Regions from separate parts of the Hordeum vulgare genome. Here region 2 is linked to region 1. The links are chromatin contacts, called in public Hi-C maps. All regions are on one chromosome and are shown on one strand. Each heading gives the region's core, a stretch centred on a gene start, on an enhancer-like site or on the middle of the called end of the contact. The rest is flanking DNA. Distances are from core to core; before and after follow the strand shown. Region 1 has its middle 52 kb from the start of LOC123420243. Region 2 holds the start of LOC123451147 (histone H4).

Region 1 (5,106 bases), core at 839-3,338:
TCCACCAACCATAGTTTGATTGGGTGCCCCCGATCAAGGCGCAAGTCAAGGGCTCGAACGGGAGGAGATCAACCTAACACTGACAACTAACATGTTGGTCATATGTAAATTCATCTTTATACTCTCTCCGTCCGGAAATACTTGTCCTAGAAATTGATATAATGGATGTATCTATAACTAAAATAAGTCTAGTACATTCATCTTTAGGACAAGTATTTTCGGACGGATGGAGTATTAGTTTGTTCAAAAAGGTTGGTGATCGTGGCCCGAAAGATTCTGGATCACAATGATGCTCAGTTTTAAGAATACAATTTAAGTGACATGCTATTTTTTATCCATTTCTTTTATTTTAGATGCTACAATTATTTTAAATTTGTGACATGTGAATTAACTTTATCAACGTTTTAGACTAGAGTTGCTCTTGCACATACAATCTTAATAATTACCTACAGATTGCTTCTTAGCTGAAATCAGACGTCTAGATCGTAGTTCACAACTCGATCATCCCATGGTCCCGCTGAAAGGTTGGTGCATGAAGCAACTGCAAAAGTACTCACTTGTCGTCTAGAGACGAGTTCGTTCACACTTATCCAGTTATCCCACACAATCATGTTCCTTTTCAAGCTGAGAAACAATCTTGCGTTCAAAAATAAAAGGAAAATAAAAAAGTTAGTATCACAAGCAACAGTGCAAAAATGACACGTAGCCACACACACTTGACAAGATAATCTCCCACGCATTTTTCTCTCTGAAACGTAATCAATGTGGCCGAACCATGCTGGTCCACACGATCGAGTTTGTTATAATGCTTTGCACTGTTTGCTGAACTAACAATCAAGGAAAATGACATTGTACGAAAATTCGAATAATAATTGAATGAAAACGGACACGATTGCCAGTTATGCCTCTGGATTGGGCACGTCGCCGTATGAAGTAGGGCCGTGGTTATTGAAGTTTGAAACAGATGGCAGTGCCTGCCCGCCAGCCATGCGTGCTCGGCCAGGACCAAGGGCCATGACCACAGAACACTTGAGCTGACATCTATTTTACGGCTGAAGTTAATCCCACCACGGAATAAATTGCAGAAAGCCACCACAAATGTGAATCCTAATAAATCAGAAAACCGTCGGGTTTCATTTTTCTTTCATTAATCCTAAATCAGATTAATGAAGGCGAAGGCGAAGGCGATGTGTGGTCCAGCGACCAAGTATGAGTCTGATGGAGTAAATTGCCGAAACCATCACAATTGTGAATCCTAAATGAGAGAACCATCGGATTTCATCTTCTTTTGGGAAGAGCCCATCAGTTTACTGCTGCCAGTTCGCCAAAAATAATTATCAAGCGTTCTCTAGATCCGTTCAGGCCCTCCTGTTCATTTGTTGATGTACTCTTGGCGTAACTGATGGGGTACGTTGGTCTGTGTTCTCAGACGTGGTCAGAGGTCTCCAGTGTTGGTACTGATACGACTTGATTGATTTTCGGCTTGCATTATCGCCATTGACACGAGAGGTAAGTTTAGGTATAGCATATGTATTGTAGTGCGGAGTGCTGGGTACTAAGCTTTACGATTTGAATTGTAGTGGCCGAAAGGGTTTCTTCATGTTTTTAGTGCTTCTTTCTTAATAATGCAATAATACATATATGTATGTGTATATTATTAGGAAAAAGTTTAGTCCGCCATAATCACCTGTCTTGCCCCGTGAGTATTCAAGTCGACCGGTCATTCATGTACAATGTCCGATTTCATGTACTCATGTCTTTTAAAATCTATAGCTGGGTGTTTTAACTGATCTCAAACGTCCGAAAAAACAGGGTCATCAGCCGGTCAAAAAAAAAACTCATATGCGCCTCAATACGGCCTCAAACGTTCAAGTTGTTTGGCACCCATCAAATTTAATCAAAATGTGGGACAGATATGAGACGGTCTAGGCGCGCCTGCGGCTTCTGCCACATTAACCCGACCCATCTCTGGCCCACCATGACCCCACAAAAATCCCAACCGGATCGAACCTTAACCTCACTTCACTCCTTTCCGGTCTTTGTCTCTTTTCCTCCCTTTATTCAATATGTCACCTCCCGATCTCCTTCCAGCATGTCCAGCACCGAAAACCACTCTAACTACTCCGATGATAATGATTGGGACGTGTTCCTCCATGATGCGGCCGGCGACAGGGACAGTTTGACCCTCCGCATCACGTTGCAGCGGGCTCGGGTGGACATGGCCGGCGACAGGGACAAATTTGTGGTGCCACGTGTCACCCGCGACCACAGCGCCGACGCCACAAAGGTCCCTTCCCGCCCCGCTCGCAGCTTCGTGTGACAGCTCAATCCGCGTCGCCCCTTCATCGACCTTCTCCACTCCGGTCAAAAGGGCAGCGATGGGTTTCAGTGCCCGCTCTACTAGCGTCATGGAGGCGCGCGTTGCTAGCCGTGAGTGGCTACGTGCAAAGGAGAGGATGGCCGCGTCGGAAGCGGTTGCGTAGTCATCCTACCACCCCAACCGGATGCCGATGGTATCTGGGAAGGAGGAACGGCTCCTCACGTGGGTCTATTTCCGGTCACTTACGACGAAGGAGACGAACGCCAGCCAGCTCTGGAGGAAGAACGTAAAGGTGCTCTGGCTGGGCCTTGATCAGTACGCGCGCGAGGCGGCGACAAAGACGAGGCGAGTGGCCAAGATCAATTGCAAGCAGGAACGCATTGTTTGGAAGTTGAAGGGCTACTCCGTCCTTTCCTTTTCCTTGGATATCTCCGACAACCCACTTCCTTTCCGAACGCCTACGTCAACGCCGGAGACCAGAAGGACAAAAGGCAAAGGAAGTGGTGAACCTCCACCGCCTTCGTCTTCCATTTCAAATACTTAGTAATCTAGTTTAAACTTCTGTGTTGTCTATATCGATTATGTGAACTGTAAAGATATTTTTGTGATCATTTGTACATTATATGTGCATTTTGACGTCAATTTGATGATCTATGTAGATATTATTCATATTTCATGCTTTAGTATGGATATATGGTACCAGATTCGAAATACACGACCCTGAACGAAGCAATTTGAGGATTGCCCAGTCACTGTCCATGAACATGCCCGGATACGACTATAGACGTATAGGATGTCGGATTTGGCAACCGCGGCCCTAGACTAGTTGCTAGGCCGGATACCACCCGCGTCGTCAAGTTATCAACACCATCAACACGGCATCATCATCGAGTCACTGACAGGGAATGACATGTGTTTTCTTAGACTCCACTTTGTTCCGACCTTGTGGCCTGCAAGAGCTAGGGCCTCTTTAATTCGCGGGATTTTAAAAATGCAGGAATCGAATAAATATAGGGTTAGAGTGGCATGTTCATTGGAACCATACAATATTAACAAGGAGTGTTTGATGTTACAGAAAAAACAAAGAAGCTATAAAAAGGGGTTGGAATGAATGTTAGATTTTCTAAGAAATGTAGTACAAAAGATGGAGTACATAGGAAAAAATTATTATGAGATCCAATCCAATAAATCAAAAGATCAATATATATAGAAAAAGATCCTAACAATATCAATGCTCCAAAAATCTTACATAATTCTTTTGAATCAAAGAAGCCCCTGGCCTCTTCACGTTGCATGCATACATGACGATGCAGCTCGCCACTATACTACTGTGGTCTGGTGGATGATAGTACAACGCAGCGCGGATTCTAGAAGCTTGGACACACGGCACCGATCATGCAACAATCACACACGAACACAGCTACGGCAACGCTCGTCCCACGAGCTGTGCGCTGGATTTAGCAGCAAGAGTAGCAGTAGTAGTTCAACGCGGCGAAAACTGTTTTGACAGGGACGCACCGCCGGCGTCGCCGTCAAGACCCGCGTACGTGTCCGTCCGGGTCGCCGTCGCGTCGCGGTCGGGACAGTAGCGGCGGCGGACAGGGCCAAAACAACGCTTTTTTACCACGACGGACGGACGAGACGACGGGCCGGAAAACGAACCGCCGGCGACAGGTGTCAGGCGCGCGGCAGAGAGGTCGGCTCCTGGCACCCTGTGGCTCGATCGACGTCGGTCTCGGCTTGGCGTTGCTTGTCAAAACCGGAGAAAAACGCTGGCGCCGATGGATAGCAATTGGGGGTGGGACTGTCTCATCTCGTCGATGGGCTCCGGCCGTAGTAAGTGTACAAGTCTGTTGAGAACGGAGCGACAATTAATTCGGCCAGTGATGTGCACGCTGCCGCTGCGCGTCGCATCGGCCTGGACGTACGTGGCGTCCCCCGGCGGGAGCTTGGCCGCAGCCCGCAAGCTAAGCATATCCAGCCGCGCCCCCAATAAACGCCTTTCGGCCATTTTTGTCCGCCCACGGGGAAAACTATCCACTCGTGACCTCATGAACCTGTTTTTGCTAGGTTTTCGCCCCATAGCCTTGTGTTCCTGATGACAGGCGCAAGGCGATGGGTTTCCTAGCACTGCTCTGAACTCGCTTCTTTTCTTTCCCTTTTCTCTCTTTGATCTCAGATCCAAAAACTGTGTATTTCTGTTATGCTTTTAATGGAAAGGGAAGAAGCCCGGTTCTAAAAAAAAGGAACCTGTTTTTGGTCGGCTCGGACCCAAATTTGGCCCAACGGTTTCATGCCGAACCCAGCGCAATGAGGGTCGTCCGGGGGCGCCGAAAGAACCGTTTAACGCAAAAAAAATGATTGACCCGTCGAGTTAGCAACTGGACGCGCCGTCGTCGTCTTCATCGCCTCGTTTTCTACGGGAATCAATGCGAAAGCTGCGCTGCCGCTCAGCCTTCCATTGATTAACGAGCGCCGCAGTGAAGACGCAACGACGAGCGTCCTAACGACGCACGTCCCGTCGGTTCCTGCCACGCGTTCACACGCCGTCGCTCTGTGTGCCCGCCCGCTCGTGGCTATATTAGGCGACTTCCCCCCTCCCCCCCCCCCTAGTCGGTGGCCACACACCTCTCCCGTCGATACTCTCTTCTCTTCTTCTTCGCCACCGACGCCTTCTCTCCCTTTTCTCCCAAAAAATGGCCAAACGCTACCCCGGCGACGACGGCGGAGGAACGTGCGGCAATGACGACAACGGCAACGGCGACTACACCACTTTCTACAAGCTC
Region 2 (4,653 bases), core at 1,497-3,996, 98 kb after region 1:
TTACAACTATGCTCACAGCGCAATATATGTAAGAAAAACATAACGTAGACATGTAAACTCGGATTATATAGCTGTAAGCATATACTTAGAACTATTAAACATGCAAGAACCATGAATCTGTCATGAAAATTTGATAGAGAGACACAGAGGAAACACCTACAAAATGTTGCTGAACAGAGATCCTCCTCTGAGCTTTTCCCTCAACAGTTGCTGTTCAGTTAAAGTATATGCTATTAGAAAACAATGTCCAAATGCCTTATATCTGTGACTGGAGCGAGTAACGCATGCAGGCACATAATATTGCACATGGCACTAATGTTTGACAGGAGTCAGTAAACTGAAAACCACATGTATACTTATGTTTTTTCCCTGCTCTAGTCTCTAGGGCCCTCAAATCTTTGAACTACATGCATATTCCCTGGTTGCATAAAGAAGTCTAATAGTAGATTGAGGTGCAAGCCGAACTAGGAGCAGGAAAACAACAATGGTGAACTAAATTGCACACAATCCAATATGCTGAAGATCTTCAGCCCATGTGCCAGCAACCCAAGAGCCACTGCAGAATACGTTCTGAGCTCTCATGACAATAGCCATCTAATTGGATATGATGCAATATTAGGCTGTGAAGTATCACTTGGTATTTGCATATAGGATCTCTAGAATGAATTTACCTCGACACCTTGGCTTGATGTGACACTTGAACTTCTGTAGCAATCAAAATTATTACCTGGAAAAACCGCATAGGTCTGAGTAGAAAATTCAGTACATCAATGTCAGATGTCAAGCTGTCAAGGTAACAGAAGTTAGTAGCAATGCCAAAAAAATTCTTTTGCCAGTTCATTACCTTGAACCTGCATTACCTAGCTTTAAGGTCAGGCGGTGAAATGTAGGTGTGATTGTTCGAGACGTAACCGCGCAGGCTGGGGCACAGGTATGACATGTTCAATACTGTAAGAATAAGTGAAAAACACAACACAGATGCACAACTTATTTTTCTTCTAAGAAAGATGCACGATGCAATTAGATGAATAATTCATTAAATATTCTCTACCCAGATCCAGAGCATATGTACTGTTACAAGCAGCAAGAACAAGGACCTCATCATCATTATTTTTTGACTATGCTTGTCATATTATGGTCAACACCCTGTAATATTAGAGGATAGCAAAAAAATTGTTTGTTTACTATTGAAGAATTTGTATCGACGGCGGTTGCTATGCAAATATTGAAATATGAAGATAAAAGATATGATTGTGGATTGGTTTTGTCTTAATAATTTGGGTCACTCTAATATAATTAATCAAAGAAGAACGCTCCACCAGTTTCCCGGGCAAGAGAAGAAGACCTGCATTTGGACGAGCAGCTCCGTTTCAACCTTCCTAGATTTTCAGCAGCCATTTTCAACAGGTCTGTGGCCAGTTTTTCGCTTTGTTCCATCCACTTCAAAAGATCAGTCGAAGTAGCATAAGGTGATGATATACAGTACCACGGAGAGAACAAAAATGATTCAAGCTTTTGGCCCTAAATATCAGCATGGCCTATGCTAAAGAAGACTGTATCATGTAATTCAACAAAACCAAAAGATTACGCTAAGTAATCCTAATGGTGTGTGAGGAACCACACAACATTATGGATGGATATGAATATGCAGTTAACTAGTCGACAGTGACCCAGCATGCACCATTTATTAATCTTCGATTGACAATTCACTAAGCATTGCGAAATTTGTATTTTATGGAATAGAATACTTAATGTGGCTCTGTTTGAACTTGGGACACAAGTCTGGAACTACCAAGCGAATTGCAGAGGCAAGAAGCAATCACCTGCAGGCTGCAGCCTCCGTCACAACGTCTTCCACCAAGTAGACTTTCCCCCACTCCATGGCGCCTATGGTTACCTGCAATTTGTGCCACATTCTTTTCATCAATAAACGAACAATTATCAAGACACTTCTACCATATTATCAACACACGGTTCAGTTCCTCTCTGTTCTGCAGCTACTTCTCAACGGGTTCTCGAATTTGGGATTTAAATCAGATTGTGGTGGACTTACGAAATTCAGATAGAAAAAATTCAGGCATCATTCAAATCGAACACTGTAGCACACATCAATTAATTTGAGGACAAAGATAATACAGAGCGACAGAACCGGGATATCAGCAGAGCTAGGAGATTGCATAAGAATTCAAGGGTGAAATTTCCATTCCATTCCATTCTAGCAAACCAGCAGTGATCAGTTTGTCCATGCACCAAACAGCAGAACAGAGGAAACAAGACAGCGAGATACTGCAATTACCCCACAACAGAACATGAATCCTAAACAGAGGCTAGCTCCTAATCTGGTTTCCGCGGGCGACGGATCTGGCGGGCCTAACCGCCGAAACCGTAGAGGGTGCGGCCCTGGCGCTTGAGCGCGTAGACGACGTCCATGGCGGTGACGGTCTTGCGGCGGGCGTGCTCGGTGTAGGTGACGGCGTCGCGGATGACGTTCTCGAGGAAGATCTTGAGCACGCCGCGGGTCTCCTCGTAGATGAGCCCCGAGATGCGCTTCACGCCGCCGCGGCGCGCCAGGCGACGGATGGCCGGCTTGGTGATGCCCTGGATGTTGTCGCGCAGCACCTTCCGGTGGCGCTTGGCGCCGCCCTTTCCGAGCCCCTTTCCTCCCTTGCCACGGCCCGACATCTCCGCCGCTGTCCCTTTGCTGCGGTGGGTTTGACTCGTGGTTGGTGGAGGGATGAGGTGGCTTGGTGCGGTGGAGCGTGTGGCGAGGCGGCAATTTATAGCTGCGGGGTTTGTGGGAGGGGAGAGAGGGCGATCCGCGTGATGAAGGGTGTCAGCCGTTGGATGGGCGAGATGGCGGGGAGGGGTGGCGCGGATCGGTGACGTGGCGGGGAGGTGTGCTTCTTTTGTGAGGTTTGTGGTGGGTTTGTGCGGGAATGAGAGCAGCGACCGGATGTTTTCCATGGATTTTTGAGCGGGGTGTTTCCCTGCCGCGAATTTTTCATGCAAATATAATTAATAAACTCTAATCTAGTCTCTCCATTTATTATTAAGTCTGACTTCCAAGCCTAAATTGGTGCGTTCATGCTTAATCTGACCGATTCCCCTACCAGTTCAAGGAGTTGTTAATGAACATGGTGCATTTTTCTCAATATTCAGATTATTATGTTGGTTGCATAGGCGCAGTTCGGTTACAAATAAATATCAAAAGTAATTGGTTTGACTTGGCCACAACCAAAGCGAAAACTAGGATCAACGTCCGTTCTAAGAGCATCTCTAGCACACCCTCTAAAAAGATAAATTGTAAAACTGAGATACAATACGAATCTAAAAAGGCATTTTAAGAGATCCTTTCTTCGGTCCAACGACTGCCGCCCCTTCCTCCAGGATGTCGTGCCGGCCACCCCGGTCGCGTCCAACCCCGTCGAACGCGCCCCGTCGCCCGTCGGCCGCGCCCCATCACCACGCCGGTCGCGCCCAACATCGTCGGCCACGCCTTGTCGCCTCGCCGGCGCCCCGTCGTCTCCGTCGTCAGCGACTTGCTCTGTTGCGAGCCACATCGGCCGAGCCATGCCCCTTTGCATGTCGCGCTCGCGAGGTCCAACTCGTCCAATTCAAACCGACGACGATCGATTGCGGCGTCTAGCGGCCTGTTCCGACGTGCGGTGATGAATTCCGGCCAGTTTAGGACGGATTCCAACAAACTCCGGCGGCGTGTTTGCTCCGACGAGGTTTGACCGCTATACGGGTGTTGAGGATTGTTGCATGGGAAACAAAAAAAATACTACGCACACGAAGACCTATCATGGTGATGCCCATCTACGATAGGAGATTTGGATCTACATACCCTTGTAGATCGCACAGCATGAAGCGTTAAGAAACGCGGTTGATGTAGTGGAACGTCCTCACGTCCATCAATCCGCCCCGCGAACCGTCCCGCGATTCATCCCACGATCCGCTCCGATCTAGTGCCGAACGGACGGCACCTCCGCGTTCAACACACGTACAGCTCGACGATGATCTCGGCCTTCTTGATCCAGCAAGCAAGACGGAGAAGCGGATGAGTTCTCCGGCAGCGTATCGGCGCTCCGGCGGTGGTGAAGGATCTACTCTTGCAGGGCTCCACCCGAGCTCCGCAGAAATACGTTTTAGAGGTAAAACTATGGTGTCTAGATCTGAGTTGCACGTGGCAAAAGTTGTCTCAAATCAACCCTAAATTACCACTATATATAGGAGGGAGGGGGAGGAGGCTTGCCTTGAGGGCCAAGCCCTCAAGGGTGCGCCGACTAGGGAGGAGGAGGAGTCCTACTCCAATCCTAGTCCAACTAGGATTGGAAAGTGGAGTCCTTCTCTTCCTTCTCACCTTTCTTTTCTTTTCCTGACGCATAGGCCCTCTTGGACTGTCCCATCAGCCCACTAAGGGCTGGTGCGCCACCCATAGTGTTGGGGAACGTCGCATGGGAAACAAAAAATTTCCTACGCGCACGAAGACCTATCATGGTGATGTCCATCTACGAGAGGGGATGAGTGATCTACGTACCCTTGTAGATCGTACAGCAGAAGCGTTAGTGAACGCGGTTGATGTAGTGGAACGTCCTCACGTCCCTCAATCCGCCCCGCGAACAATCCCGCGATCAGTCCCACGATCTAGTA

What was found. A called contact is a pair of places that touch in the nucleus more often than the background predicts.
Region 2: a contact with region 1 is called in a Hi-C map of leaf, with 3 times the contacts expected there. The contact joins the promoter of LOC123451147 here to the enhancer-like site in region 1. A contact is called at or near these places in 2 of 6 Hi-C or Micro-C datasets (both in leaf).

What each region holds. Positions count from the first base shown.
Region 1 is chr1H:505,168,708-505,173,813 of MorexV3_pseudomolecules_assembly, forward strand. No RefSeq gene overlaps it. Among protein-coding and RNA genes, the nearest start is that of LOC123420243, 52 kb to the left of the region's middle. Within about 2 kb of position 2,089, at least 3 of the 3 cell types and tissues checked have open chromatin away from gene starts, as enhancers often do. A contact at or near this core is called in leaf, where this site is marked.
Region 2 is chr1H:505,265,638-505,270,290 of MorexV3_pseudomolecules_assembly, forward strand. LOC123451147 (histone H4) reads right to left here and starts at 2,747. Exons shown (of 1, transcript XM_045128156.1): 1 at 2,185-2,747. The coding sequence starts at 2,682. The coding sequence ends at 2,371.